2 separate regions of the Triticum aestivum genome follow, and region 2 is linked to region 1. The links are chromatin contacts, called in public HiCAR-type maps. All regions are on one chromosome and are shown on one strand. The core of a region is the stretch at or near the end of the contact, and the rest is flanking DNA. Distances in the headings are between cores, read along the strand shown.

Region 1 (7,961 bases), core at 3,046-5,545:
CAGTTTGACCAGTCAACCGGACAGTTGACTGCTGAAGTCACTCATACGTCATGCTGACATCATATTTCTTTTCTATTATTTTAAATAATTCCAGAAATGCTTTAATCTTGAATAATCATAGAAAATAAACCGTAACTCGGATGAAAATGTTTTCTATATGAAAGTTGCTCAGAAAAATCCAACGAATCCGAATACGCGGTCCGTTCATCTGTCACATGCCCCTAGCATGCTGAACATGGAACTTTCCCCCTCCGGTCATCTGTCTGACACAGGTCCGGAACCGGGAACACCTTCCCGGTTGATTTCCCCCTTCACCTATAACGTCTAGGACCGCGTTAGAGCACGCTTAGCGCTACGTATCGTCATGTCATGCTTAGTGTTACCTCTGTTTGCTATGTATTTACTGTTTCTTCCCCCTCTTCTCTCCGGTAGACCCCGAGGCCGCTGATGCCCCGGTGATCGACTACGTCGTCGACAACGACCCCTCCTTGCCAGATCAACCAGGCAAGCCCCCCTTTGATCATCCCGATATCGCCCATTCCATTCTCTCATGCTTGCATTAGATTTTGCTATTGTTATTGTTTGCTCCTATTCTGATGCATAGCCTGCTTTTGTAACCTGCTTATTGTTACCTTACCTGCTTATCCTAAACTGCTTAGTATAGGTTGGTTAGTGATCCATCAGTGACCCCCACCTTGTCCTTGTTGCCCCTGCTTCATCATTGAAGACCCGTTCAACGGGATTGAAGACCAGGCCCCGGCACCGCACATCACTTTCCCCTTAGTTGCTCGACACTGCTGGGTTACTATCGAGTGCCGAGGGTGAGACCTCTACAGCACTTCTGATGTTAACCTGTAGTGTAGCTATTCGGTCGTGGTCATCGAGGGTGATTTCCTCTTTAACCACTTCCGATACGACTCTGTCGTGCAACCCCTCAAGTGTGAACCTCGAGGGTGATTCCTCTACGTTCACCTTGATGATTACATTGAGTGGAACCCACCGAGGGTGATTCCTTGGGTTTTCCTCTTGATGTTTGGACACACGGATACTTGGACTTTACAACTGTTACTTGGAAAGTGATGTGGAGACGGGTTGACCTGGAAGGTGCCCGTGAGATAATTACGAGGCGTGGCCGGGCATTCTTAGCCCTTGCCGCAAGTCCTCGAGACGGGGCAACGGGGTCACCTCTTTCGTGAGTCTCTGCTTGTTACCGCGCGTTCCTAATCCACTACGATTTGGATATTTGATCCGAGGGGCCTCTGGCCTGATAGCACTAACCATCACGTGGGCATAGTATGGGCGTTCTGCGTCGTATACATCAGCCAAAGCTTAATAGACGTCAGCGACTGAGTGGCGCGCGCCGGGTTGGACTGCGCAAGCGCCTGCCTTGTTGAAGGAGGTAGCTAGGTCTGCTCACCGGCCGCGTACGCAACGTGCAGGAGTTTCCGGGGAGATGGCCCATGACCCCTGGGGGCATAGGTTTAGTCCGGCGTGCTGACCTCTCTGTTAAGTCTAGGTCGGGTTGCGGCGTATTGTTTGGCCGAGGCCGGGCATGACCCTGGAAAGTGTGTCCGGCCGGAGTCAATCGAGCGTGGTGGGTAAGTTGGTGCACCCCTGCAGGGAAGAACTAATCTATGCATAGCCTGTCCTACGGTAACGGACACTTGGAGTTGTATCCCGATCGATACAACTAGAACTGGATACTTGTGATGAGAACTGGATGGTGATGAGGATTTGATTGTGATGATAACTGGATAGTATGGCTCTGGGATTGCTTTCTCGCAGGGAGTCGAGAAAGGATCTCCGGCCGAGGTTGATAACACCACTGCTACTTACTTTATGCTACTCTACTCCCTCCTGTTGCTGCAAGATGGTGGGTTCAAGAAGATGCTAGTCTTCGATAGGACTAGGCCTTCTCTCTATTCTGGCATTTCTGCAGCCCAGTCCACATATATAGCCTTCCTTTGATAATGTTGCATATGTAGTGTAGATCTTTGCTTGCGAGTACTTTGGATGAGTATTCACGGTTGCTTTGCTCCCCCTTTTCCCCCTTCTTTCTTCTTTCTGGTTGTTGCAACCAGATGGTGGAGTCCAGGAGCCAGATGCCGCCTTTGACGACTGCTGCTACCCCGAGGGTGCCTACTACCACGTGACGGACGCCGACGACCAAGAGTAGTTAGGAGGCTCCCAGGCAGGAGGCCTTGCCTTTTCGATCGATGTTGCTTTTGTGCTAGCCTTCTTAAGGCAAACTTGTTTAACTCTTGTCTGTACTCAGATATTGTTGCTTCCGCTGACTTGTTTGTATTCAAGCTGATGTATTCGAGCCCTCGAGGCCCCTGGCTTGTAATATAAAGCTTGTATTATTTTAATTTGTGTCTAGAGTTGTGTTGTGATATCTTCCCGTGAGTCCTTGATCTTGATCGTACACATTTGCGTGTATGATTAGTGTACGATTGAATCGAGGGCGTCACAACCGTGACTCTCGCGAAAGAAAAAATAAACAAAAAACGCGTATTTTTTCCCTTTTCGAGAGGCACGGCCGTGACTTTCGCGTATGCACAATCGTGCCTCTCGCGGAAGCAAAACCGTGACTCTCACGAACGAAAAAAAAACAAAAAATGCATTTTGTTTTTCCGAGAGGCACGGCCGTGACTCTTGCGAAAGCACAACCGTACCTCTCGCGAAAGCAAAACCGTGACTCTCGCGAAAGAAAAAAAAGAAAAAATGCATTTTTTTTGTTTCCGAGAGGCACGGCCGTGACTCTCGCTAAAGCACAACCGTGCCTCTCGCGGAAGAAAAATCGTGACTTTCACGAAAGAAAAAAAGCACGTTTTTCGCGAAAAAAAATTTCACAGAATTTTTTTTGATCGAAAAGCTAAGAAAGACCGGGGGAAAACCAAAACGTCGAAAAAACCCGGAAAAAAGCCGAAAACGCGTGCAGAAAAATAAAAATAAAAAACAAAATCCGAAGGAAGCGTCCAAAACGCGACATGTGGCAAATGGCTCAGGGCCGGCCCTGTGTTTTGGGAGGCCCTAGGCAAACTCGACGAGATGGGCCCCTATATCGTAAGATCATATATATGTATGTGTGCGTGTGATACATAAACATATATATATATATATATATATATATATATTTATATATATTGGACAATAATAAGAGTAATCTTTCAACCACACATCTTTAGTTTGAAATTTGACTATTATAATTATTGAACAATGCCATATTACGACAGAAATACTCAAAAGATAGCAAAACAAAACTAAAATGACATGATTACCTCAAAAAAGAAACAAATTCAACTCACTCCGTCGACAACAATAATGCTCCATTGATGCAAAGTCATTAAGGGCACTATCAAGATCAACATCAGATGAGTTATCATCCGAAAAAGCTTCTTAGGCAACGTAGCATGATGTGTCCTAAAATTATAAAAGTAAAGAGTACAAAGAATTAGAAATTTATAGATCGGATGAGCTAAACCCTAGATATGGACATAGAATGACTAAAGATTAGGATGGTTGAATGTATACTATGTAGAAGAGTATACATAAAAAGTTTGAAACTTCAGATGGATAGTTGAATACCTAGTAAAGAAACTACTGAAATTGAAGGATCGATGAATGGATCAGGAGTCGTGGATACGTACCGTCCTGACGCTCACATACGTATAACGTATTAACCTATTGCCGGATGGCCGGGTTGCCGGCACGGCCGCACAGCGCAACAACAGTCTGCCGGACTGCCGCGCGCAGCAGCGACAACAAGCGGCCAAGGTGCTTAGCGGCGGAGCGACAGGCCGACGATACGACGAAAGACGAACCGACAATTGAAGGCACAAGCCAGATCTTCCGATTGATTTGTTTCACATGTATACGCGTGCGCTGTGCGACCGTCGTGGCTGATGCTTCGCTAATCTCTACCTAGCTACCTTTTTTTTGACTTTCTACCTAGTTACCTGATGGGCCAAGCACATCTCATTTATTTTTCCAAACAATTTTTTCCTTATCTATTTTTTTGCTTATACTCTATATGTATACACATCATGGGCCCCCTTCGGCCTGGGTCCTGGGCCGCCGCCCCTCTGCCCATGCCCCAGGGCTGGCCCTGGAATGGCTGAGAGCGTGCCAAGTGGCGCTGATCGTTGCGAGGCTCCCGAAAAAACGCTCGTTAACTATTTGCTCAGGGCACTGCGATCCGGAACTCGGCGGAACAGAAGTCCATGGGCCGAAGATCCTAGTCCACAAGTCCACATCGGCGTACTCCGGCCCATATTTCACCCCTGAAGTTCACTGGCGTACCGTTGCTGTCCAGATAAGGCTCTCTGCTCCGTACCATCTTCTTCCGTTCCTCTATCCTCTACGATTCAGTTCAGTTAGACCCCACCGAGCCAATGGTGGCTCCGGCGACGCTGTCCCTCCGCCCCTGCGCGACCCTCGCGCCGTCCAGGGCCGCGCTCCACCGCGCCCACGCCCACGCCGGGTTCGCCCCCGCTAGTCGTCCAGCCCTCTCCGTCTCCTGCCCGCCGACGCGCTTCGAGAGCCTCCGCCGCGCCGCCACCGCCGTATCCGACCGGCAAGGCTCCGCAGAGCCTTCCGAGAAAGTAAGCATCGGCGCACGCTTCCCGTGCCTCGCATTTCGCGGCACCGGGCAAGTGGAGTATCCTGCTCAGTTTTGAGACGACGTGGTGGTGTTTTCTGTGTGCAGCAGGAGGAGAAGTCGCGGACCTACTACTTCCTGGTGGCGAACGCCAAGTTCATGCTGGACGACGAAGAGCACTTCCAGGAGCAGCTCCAGGAGAAGCTGCGGCTCTACGAGGAGCGCAGCAAGGAGCAGGACTTCTGGCTTGTGATCGAGCCCAAGTTTCTAGACAGGTTCCCCAACGTCGCCAAGCGGCTCAAGCGCCCCGCCGTCGCGCTCGTCTCCACCGACCGCAACTGGATCAGGTAAGTCAGCTGTCTCTCCAGGCATCGTTGCAAGCTCGAGCAATGCTAATTAGCAGAGTCCCCCAAGGATATTAAAACGCCAATGCATGCAGTCCCGGCAACACTCGCTTCTGTAGTTATCTGGCTATAAGCCCCTTCAATGGAAATTCAGCTGGGGAAATTCTCCCTCCCACTGAACATTACAACAACAATAACAACTAAGCCTTTACTCCCAAACAAGTTGGGGTAGGCTAGAGCTGAAACCCGTAAGATCTCGAAACCACCTCATGGTTCTGGCACGTGGATAGCTAACTTCCACGCGCCCCTGGACATTACAATAAATAAATCATGGTAATACTTACGTGTTGTGACTAGTAAGTGCTCACTTCATTTATAGTTGCCTGCCTTGCCCAATGCCCATATGCCATTGGCAGTGGCGGAGGACGAAAAAAATTTAAGGTGGGGCGGATCCTAAAGCCGAGTAAATTTTTTATGCAATATGAAAATAGCCTGTACGCAATAATAACACTCTGATAGTTTTACGTGATTTTAACTAATTGAAATACAATGAAGACGTGAGCATATTTAAGTAGACCTGAAAACATATGGATAATGAAGCTTTAATGCAATCTAGATTGCGAAGCTATTCTCTCAAAATTTACATCATAAATTCCCAACATGAAAATGTACAAATTTATAGCTAGCTCTTGATCATTTGTTTAGTTCAAGAGCTATCAATTTATAGCTCTCGGGATGGCGTGGTGTACCTTTTTTTTTGAGAGAGTGTGGTGTGTAGTGGTGCGTGCGCCTTGAGTGATCGGGATGGGCTTGATTGAACGAAGCCCAGCAACAGCAACAGGAAGTCATGGGCCGAAATAACGTGGACTGAAGCTGCACGAGCGACGAGCACCACTAGCGACCGTGACTCCACACACGAACCAGCCAGCGACAACGTATGCCTACGTGTACAAATCCTTCTGCGCAGAATCAAGGTAGGGCGGGCGCCCTGCCTCGCCCTACCGGGAGCTCCGCCTGTGGCCATTGGCATCATGTCATGCAGTGCAAGCTGGTATGCTTCCTGTTGCAAATGGCAAAACAGCGCATCGGTGCAGTTGTTATGACCGGCATATTAGGGGCTTAGCCCAGTGGGCTGTGGCCCAAGTTATTCTATCGTTACTAGGGACTTAGCCCAATTATCTTATCGTTATTAGGGTCGTTTGCTTAGGAGTCAAGTAAACCTCCTCTCTATATAAGGAGAGGAGATGTATCAATCTAATCAAGCAAGAAGCAATCAGTATTTGCTCGGCTTCCCTTAGGGAGCCGGGAGAACTAACCCTAGCCGCCTCTTGCGCCGCCGCCGCCTCTTCTCCACCACGCAAGGACGGCGCCCAGCCGCCGGCCGCCACGCCCTCGACCTCGTCTTCCTCCATCTTTCCCCTACAATCTCCGTCCTAGAACCGGCAGAACCCTAGCTTCCTAACAGCAGTCTTGTATCTGCAATTTGCACCGGATGCCTACTTGATGACTACCCATAATAATGTGCTTGCTATCAGCAAAGGCACACACTACAAATGTGTAGGTTGTTGATGAAAGAGGTGTGACAAAAGAAAAACACTAGTTCGGTTCAGATTCATGCAATGCTCTTCCAGGCAAGTTCAGATTCAAGAATTGACGTCTAGATATGCCACAAGTCAAGTTTGATTACATGGTGATGATTTGAGGGTTGGAAAACCTGATGTTTAGCAATCTTACATGGAAGCTCAAGTCCAGGATGTAGTCTCATGTATTTCAATAAGCCACATTTATAATTTTTCATCAGGATGTTATTTCAATGCAAAAGTGCAATTTCTTATAAAATGAAGCCTATGGGCTGTACTTCTTGAAGTTGTGCCATATCCTGTTCTGATTTTGTTTTTCGGCGTCATGAATCATGAATGTGTTTTTTTAGTACATTACTTTGGATAGTTTCTTGTTTTTAGTCACCCCCATTCAATAATTGGGCACAGTCTGGATATGAGTGGCTTGCATTCCTGAACATATTGATTAGACCGCAAAGCGAGCAAAAAGAAACTGAAGAAAATTAGAGAAACTTATTTAACCATTGAATTCTGAAACATGATGGCACTGCCGGATGCTGACTCTGTGCATCCCGGTGTTTTGTTGATGTGTGAGTGCTGGCATGGTGTGTGCTCTGTCAAACTTTTTTTTTTTTGCTTCTATACATATAAATATTCTTAGCCAAGCATCTGCTTGGATTCAAATTTAAGTTATTGCTAAAAGCCTGGTTCTCTATTTCTCATTTTAAAAAGCATACGTTGAGTAATAAATCCTCAATAATCTCATATTATCTCCTTTTTTGCTCTCAGATTCATGAAACTAAGGCTGGACAGGGTCTTAGCGGAGCAATTCGATGCAGAGACACCTGAAGAAGCATTGGCTTCTAACCCTGCAGAGTTGAAATTCGATAAGCCTGACAAATGGACAGCTCCATACCCCAAATACGAGTCTGGATGGTGGGAGGCCTTCTTACCTCCAAAGTCCAGCAACGGCACGGCTTAGACATGAACTCCAGTGCGCACGGTGTAAGATTTCTTCCATGTAAGTGATGATTGTAAGTTTTGGTTTACGCTATGTGTATGTAGTCCGTGAGTTTATGAGAGTAGAGTTAGCTACATTAGTTGCAGAGATTGCTCTACTTTTTGATAATACCAATTAAGTGGTGATGTTTTAAAGTCATGGTTATGTTATGGTTGTTATTATATTTCTTCAAGGATACTCATTCCTGATTCATGTATGTTTTCATTCAAAGGAACTGCCAGTCTATGAGGCCCTAAATTATATCTGACCCAACCTGTGAATCAATAATGCACACATCACCTGCAAAAAAAAAATGGTATGTTTGGATTGTGGCCAAAGTGCACCCTACCAAAATTTTGGTCATGACCCAAAGGTTGGTTTTTGTTTGGATGGTTGCCAATTTGTTGCCATGCCAATGAACTCTAGCCAATTCTAATTTATTTTTCTTGCCAATGTTG
Region 2 (7,961 bases), core at 2,429-4,928, 770 kb after region 1:
GCACAGCAACGGTCGGATATTTGAGTATCGAATTCCTCAGGGCTATCATGTTCCTCACTTGTAGGCAATCCGCACTGGCGAATTCCTAACTCCTCGGTCAGAACAAATTCCTCAGAAAACAGAAGATCTTCGTCTTTGTCACTGAAGAAATTGACTGAACTGTATGAGATTTCTAATGGCTTCACTCGAAATGATTGGGTAGGTGTAGGATTTTGAAATGAGCATCACTTGGAAACTTTTTCTTAGTTTTACCTCGACCCCCTTTAACAGTACGGTGTTTCCTATGACTCAAGAAAGAGAAAATGAAACTACGAAAATAAAAGTCTTCACGCTTCATAATCCTCGCGTGAATATCAAGTCTTCACAGTCACACCAATTTCTTCACTTTCAAAGTCTTCAAGAAAACCAAAGTCTTCAGCTGAAGACATTCATTTTTAGGGATCAACTTTCATCGTAAATATCAAACTCCTCATAGACTTATAGACCTGTGTATACTCATAAACGCATTAGTCCCTTAACCTATAAGTCTTCAATACACCAAAATCACTAAGGGGCACTAGATGCACTTACAAAACCTATGTGAACAATGCTGGAGGCACATCATGGCATCTCCAACAGGTAGCAAAACTCGAACGACCGGGTGCCAATTTGGAGGACATGTGTTCCTTCTAAACTAGAAGTATTTTCTTGGAGATTGGCCCGACAGTCTCTCCCGGCCGACGACTTGCTTGATCATCGCAACATGGCTACTTCACGTGTATGTGCGTTGTGTGGAGAAGCGGACAGCTCGAGGCACACTTTACTTGAGTGTAGCATGTCGAGAAGTGTTCGGGCCCTCTCAGATGAGCAAATGGTCGAACATATGTGCCAAAAACACCAAACCCAATGCAAAGGAGTGGCTATTTGCTAGAAATGACACATTGTTGAAGGAGTAGTTTACACAATTGATCTTCGCATTATGGGCGATACGGAGCTCCCGAATGAAGGATTCATGAGGACATATTTCAAAGCCCGTTAACTACCCACGGTTTTGTTATGTCTTTCTTGTCAAATATTGAATTTCCACATAAGCACACGGTGAGCTCGAGTACCAAGTCCGAGCCAGCGGATCCCTCTGTCGGCAAATCACGTGAAAATTAATGTTGATGCAGCGATATCAAGACATGGAGTTTTCGGCGCGGTCGATGCAATATGCCGAGACTAGGGGGAACGTTCATGGGCGCGTCTATGTTGTTCTTTCCACACATTTTTTTATTGTGAGATCTTTCCACACATGGTTGATCCTTCTATACTTGAGGTTCTAGCCATCAGGGAAGCATTAGCTCTTGCACATGACCTTTATGCCCATCATATCTTCGTCTCTTCGGACTGCAAGTTGATTGTGGAGGAAATTAAGAACAGGAGCTCAGTTACGTATGGACCTGTTATCATAGAAATCAAAGTTACATCATTAGATTTTGCTTTCAGCATCTTTAGTCATGAATTTAAAATCTCGAACGTAGAGACTCACAATCTCATAAAACACGATTTTTTATTAGGAGCTGTTCATCATGTTTTAGTTAGGCCAACGAAAGATCTTCTCTTCATCCTGTAAACGATAATAAAGTTTGTAAGGTTGTGTAAAAAAACGCCTGCAGCCAGGATCCGGCTCCTCTACCGTGCCCAGCGGCATGGTACTCTGCCGTGCCTTCTTCCTACCCAGGGGTACGCACTGGTATGGGCCAGAATATCCCGAAAAAAAGAAGATATAGGCCAGAATCCAACCAGCCTAGCAAACCTGATACATCACACACCGCTAAAAAAATGGATGCATCACACCCCTGCACATTAACTAATTAACTATTACATTTCTGAAAAAAGTAATTAACTATTATTATTTTCCCCAAAAAATATTATTATCTAAAAACACGAATTTTGTATCTCAGTCATATATTACACGGAGCGGAATTTGTATTTTATATTTTCCTTTTCCTAATTTTTATTACTTATTATTGTTTTGTCAGTTGGATTGGTCCTTTTATTTTTATTTTTGTGCCTTTTTGTTTCTCCTCGCGACGCTCCTTGCTCGCGGAGTGGCCTATCAAAAAATAGACCGCTACTTGTTGTTTGGGCTAAATCTATTGGATAATCCTATTTGATAACTTCAGATAATTCGCAAAAAGCCCGGATAATCCACATCCGTCGGATATTATTGATACCGTATCCGCTACCATATCCGTCGAATATCCTGTTGACCAAAATCCATATCCGGGGATTCATGCGGCCGCATTTACATGTCCATGGATAGCACGTAATTACAGTTGCACGTCAGTCGGGCGGGCGTAAATGTGTTCACGTGTCTCTTATAGGTGCTCATAACGGCGTAAATATTAAAAATCGCTCCGCGTAGAATATGACTGAGATTTAGCAAAACCATTTTTCTAATAAGAGTTCATTTTCATTAAAGAATGTTGCTCATGTGTATTGCTAATTAAAAGTTAACTTTTTATACAATAATAAGTAGGTAATTTTTTTTGAGGGGTAGAACTAGTCTTTATTCATCAAAATCCACAATATGTGGGATACAGTTTAGATCATGGGATTGGCCAAACCAGAAATGGCGTCCCGGATCTAGAGACAAAGAAAATTTAGCTAAACTATGAGCTTCTACATTTACTTCCCTACGCTCAAAAGTAAAAAGACATTGAAATTGTTCTGCCTGAAGGCGAATCTCGCTAATGATTGCACCATATCTCCCCCGAGCATTCTTGTTGATATCTGAGATAACCTGTCTTGAGTCCGATGCCACAATGAAGCTCTGTAGATGCAAGTCCTCGGCTAACGCCAGTGCCTCACGACATGCGATCGCTTCAAGGGTGGCTGGATCATCAAGACCTTGGATCACCAATGATGAACTTGCTAAGAAATTCCCTTGTCTATCCCTACAGACTGTCGCCGGTGTTCCTCTTCTATCCGAACGAACTCCCGCGTCCACATGGATCTTTGCAAAACCCGGTGGCGGTATTCTTGGTGATCGTCTTGGCCCTCTTGCGGAAGGTGCATGCGCTGCTGGGCGACTTTTCTTGGACATGTCAAGCTCAGATATAAATCTTTTGATAAACAAATGAGTCGCTTGTGGTGAATGAAAAATGCCCTCATGTATTGCTTTGCGCCTAGAGGACCATATTGCCCATAACGTTACAGCGATGAGCACGGACTGGTGGTGCTGCAGGGTTTCCATGAGTGTGAAAAGCCATTGCTTTGCGTTCGGTTCCGTTGTGCTTATCAGGTGCTGCGCTAACTCCTCGTCCACCAGTGCCCATGTGCATCTCGCGACAGTGCAATTGATAAGCGAATGCCTCCACGAGTCCTCTGCCCCGCATAGTCCACATCACGTAGTTTCCGTCATTTTCCTGTGAGAGTGCACATCTTCTGTTGGAAGTGAATGCTTCGACAAGCGCCATAGAAACATTCTTATCTTGGAAGGGACAGGCGTCTTCCATAAGGTTTTCCAGGAGCCTTCTTCCGCCGACATGTTCAAGGAACCAATAAGTAGGTAATTGCTCTAGTTAATCTGTGCATAGATTTTTTTTTTGAGAATATCTGTGCATAGATGAACGGCTGGGCTGGTTAGTTCTAATTTCTGACCCATAGGCCCAATACCAATGTGTACGCTGGGTAAGAAGGCACGGCAGAGTGGGCACGGTAGAGGATCCTCGTCCCTGCAGCCACGCGAGCAAGAGGACTAGGGTTTCTCCCCCTGTCGATTCACACCCGCATTCGCGTCGCTCTCCTCACTCCTCTCCTCTCTCCTGCGGACGGATCTCGCCGCCCCGTCGCCTACCAAGCACGTCGCCGGTGCGCATCCTCACCGCGCAGAGGTTGAACTCTCCTCCTCCCATCCCTCTTCCATCTGTCCCCATCCCTCTCGGATCCCTCATCTCTCTCTGCCCCTTGCCCTGCTGCTTCTGCCGATGCGGATGTGAGCAGGCGGCTAGGCGGGGTGCTGCCGTTCCTGCGCGCGTTTTGCTCGGAGCCGAGCTCCCTGCCATGGCCGCCGTGGCCATGGGAGATGCTCCCCTCGCTCCTGTACAGGCGCGAGCACCCACACGCACCATGCGCGAGCACGCGCGTTCACCCCTGTCCCGCACGCACACGCATGCCCACAGCCGCGATGCACATGCTCTGTCCCGAATCTCCTTCTCCTCCTATGGATCTGTGTGATTAGCATGCATCTATGTGAACAATTGGGCTAGTAATTGTTTTGATTGCCATGGATCTGTGTGATCTGTCCCAAGAGTTTGCTAACTTGTGGAAATTAGAAGAAATCAGTAGGTAGTAAAAATTGTTATGCAATCACAACAATTCAATATGTTAACCTCCTGAATAATGTGTGCATATATTTTATTTTGTTTTGATGATGCAAATGATGTCAATATTATCAGTGCCCATGCCTTTATTAATTTATAAATCTGTGCTGAGTTTATATAGAGGAATGACAACGGCAAGACCCGAGATACGCTGATAGTGCAAGCTGCTGGTTTGGTTGCTGTTTTGTGTGCCTATATGGCCACGATGTAAATAAAAAACAACCATCAAAGTCTAGGGTATTAACCACTTTGCACACTCAAGACTGATAGTAAGCTTGAATTCGATAAGCCGAAACGAACAGAAAAAAATAAACAGTTTGTCAGGGCTTCTCGCTACCTTAGTTTATTCCCATCGTAATCCATAAGCCTGTTTTTGGAACTTCAAACCCCCACCACCAGTCAAACATCCATCTGATTTTGATTCCTTTTGCCGGTAAGCGAACCCCTAGTTTGCCTGGATTGTAATTCGGTCTGCTCTAGCCTTTTTGTATGCTGTGAACAATTGAGTCCTACCATATATTTCTTCATTGTTACCAATCTCAGTTACCCTGAAGTGATACTACAAATAGCAGTTTATTTTTGAAAAAAATGGGCCCTGTGCTTCATGTTAGGCCTGCCCCTCTGGTACGGAACCCTGGTTTGCAGTCCCTGGATTGTTCCCAGTTAATTAGCGTGATTTTCAGAAATTCCCTAGTTGTTCATATACCCCCAGTGTGAATTTCTCAGTTTTGCTCACCTTATTTCCTAGTGATGGTTTGCTCATATGGGCATTCCTGCGACGGAGGGATCTTTCCCAGTGAACCTTGAAATTTACTTTAGAAACTTATGGCATATCATTAACATTCTAGTGCCACATCTGGGCCTGATGGAAGTCATAATGTATGTGTTAGTGTATTTTCTTGTCCAGTTATGTTTATGTTTCAGAAGATGATGTTACTTTGCTATGTTGAGTCCATGTGGACAGAATTGTCTATTGGTTCAGTTATGATGGTCTGGTGACTGGTGGCACATAAGTACCAAAGTTTTCAACTAACAGAGTTGTGGTATTCATGTACAGAGATGGGCTTGTGGATGCTGCTGGAGGGTTTTTTGCTTCTTGCAAATTCTTTGGCGATCCTGAATGAAGACCGCTTTCTTGGTCCCAGGGGATGGAGCATGTCTGAAGTTTCAGGAAATGGGCAAACAAAGTCGTTGAAGGGGCAGATCGTGGGGCTCATCTACGCCACACAGTTTTTGCGGATGCCCTTGATAGCGCTTAATGTTCTTATCATTGTTGTGAAAATGGTGTCAGGCTGAGGCTCTCTGCTGTTGGGTTGAACTGATTTCAATACCAGCATTATGTAAAAGCTAATCATGTTCAAAAGTTGCTGCAAGATGTTCACGCTGACTTGAATGTGGCCTGTTGGCTTTGTTGCTGTAAATCCCTCTGCTCTGAGGGTAATCTTTCCTCCTGTATGACTTCTGAATCATGCATGCATCTGTTGCTATTGGTGTGGGAGTATGCACTTGCGCTACCATGATCACCATGTAAATGTTCAGTCTAATTTAAACATCGGTACTGCGTTCGGTTAAAGACATTATCTGGTGGCAGAACCAACCTTTTCTGTAGTTTTGCCTTATTTGCCGTCTTAATTGTTGATTGTAGTATATCCTTTTCCTTGGGAATCATTTTGAGCCTAGTCTCTTGTTTTCGGTTGTTTCTGTGAAGGTTTTTTTTTTTTTTTGGTTTAGTACTGTATACATTGTGCTGGCACTGCTTTTATATTTGAACTCTTCCTGAGCTTCTCAACTTTAGATGATGATCAAGCTATGGGAGAAGGATGATTGACCCATTCACAGATTTTGTGTTGCAAGTTGGACAGTGGTTCGCGTTTTGTTTGTCAGACAAAAGTATGCTGCTGCACACAGGATTTTGTGTTCCTTTATTCACATGCTTATTACACTTCTCTAGTCTTGTAATTAGTGTTGTATTTTGATCTGGGTATTCGCATCATAACAGCTGCGACTGTTTTCTTGAATGGAAAATTAGGACATTTACTCATCTGGCACCTTCCTCTAGTCAAGCTGAACCTTAACATACCCACGGAACGATCATATCTGAACAAATTCGAACGTGTGTATCTGTACATTCTCTCAAGCAAGCAAGCTGCATTCATTGATTAAACTACGTACGTACAAATTTCTTTGCATGAGCGAGGACGGATGCTAACATTATTATATCCAGGCCACGTTGCCTCTCTTAGTATGTAGTAGTAGTAGAAGCAGTCTGCACTTTGGTTAAGGTGAGGTCGACGCCGAACTCGGGCTCCACTATGAGTTTCAGCGCTGGAGAATGGTGATAGAGCGGCGAGAGCTTGAGCGCAAACTTGGAGATGATGAGAGATATGAGTATCTTGAGCTCTGCCGTGGCGAACCCTTGGCCGAGGCAGGTCCGAGCGCCGGCGCCAAACGGCAAGTAGGAGTGCAGCTGGGGTCGAGCGTCGGAGAAGCGTGCCGGGTTGAACTCCTTGGCATCAGGACCCCACAGCTTGGGGTCAAGGTGCATTGTGGAGACAGGGATGTAGATGTTGACGCCTTTTGGGATGTGCACGCCCCCCAGCTTCAGTTCCTGAAGTGCCATCCTTGACACAAAGGCGCCTGCTGGGTACAGCCTCAGGGTTTCCTGAATCACCATCGTCAGCTGCATTTCCAATTTTATCGGAGTTCAAGTCAGCTAGCTATCATCATAATATGATCACTTTGTGAAGATTGGGGATACATTCATATGTACATACATTCTTCATTTTCTGGAGTGATTGGGAGTCTAGTGGACGGCCCCCGCAGACGTCCAGGACCTCTTGGCGGACCCGGTCCTGCCATTCTGGGTGCAGGCCAAGGAGCATTAGGCACCAGGCAGCTGTTACAGCTGTGCTCTCGTATCCTGCAAAATATATGCTCTTGCAGTTGTCCACTATAAAGTTCTCTGCCTCGCGGAGCCCCACCTTGCTGCTGCTTGCGCTGTGAAGGATCGCGCGCAGTAAATTCTTGTCCTCTCCGCTTTCCTTGACGATCTCCAGTATCAGCCTGTGCACCTGCTTGTGAAGCCCCCACGCCTGCCTGTTCTTCTTGGTAGGAAAGAACCTGCAGAATGAGGATCTTAGTCTATGTTCCTTCACCGACGAAAATGGTGAATTGTGAAAGTTTCTACATTTTGATGAACATTTTTTTAACCTTAGGCCGGTCATTTCAGCTAGCACATTTGGCTTGGACACGGCCTTTTGCAGCTCTCTGAGCTTGAGGAAGATCTTCTTTCCTTTGACGTAGCTGCTTCCGAAGCATGTCCTGGAGATGACATCTGCGGAGTAGGCTCTTATGTCGTCGTCAATCTTGATGTCTACGGTGCCGCCACTCTTGTCGACCCTCGCTTCCCATGACTCGAGCAGTGTTTGCGCAGAATCTACCATCAGATCCACCATTCCCTGGTTTGGTTTGGTTATATATAGATGAAGATACAAAATGAGTCTAGCTGTATATATGCTGCTCTTAAATAGAGTACTGTACCACAGCAGCGCAGAATAATGCAGGATTACATACTGTAAGTGGTCCTAATTACTCCGAATCTTATCAGACACT

What was found. HiCAR-type assays count read pairs that join an accessible place to other places.
Region 2: a HiCAR-type map of leaf shows a contact between it and region 1, with 9 times the contacts expected there. The contact joins the promoter of LOC123085771 here to the promoter of LOC123085767 in region 1. A contact is called at or near these places in 3 of 5 Hi-C or Micro-C datasets (all in leaf) and 1 of 1 datasets of contacts at active chromatin or transcription factors (leaf).

What each region holds. Positions count from the first base shown.
Region 1 is chr4A:177,376,133-177,384,093 of IWGSC CS RefSeq v2.1, forward strand. It overlaps LOC123085767, which reads left to right and starts at 4,296. Exons shown (of 3, transcript XM_044507469.1): 1 at 4,296-4,604; 2 at 4,712-4,947; 3 at 7,293-7,705. The coding sequence starts at 4,395. The coding sequence ends at 7,485.
Region 2 is chr4A:178,142,453-178,150,413 of IWGSC CS RefSeq v2.1, forward strand. It overlaps LOC123085771 (protein transport protein yos1), which reads left to right and starts at 3,679. Exons shown (of 2, transcript XM_044507474.1): 1 at 3,679-3,860; 2 at 5,407-5,968. The coding sequence starts at 5,409. The coding sequence ends at 5,645. LOC123085770 (cytochrome P450 714B3) reads right to left here. Exons shown (of 4, transcript XM_044507471.1): 3 at 7,124-7,807; 4 at 6,400-7,029. The coding sequence ends at 6,589.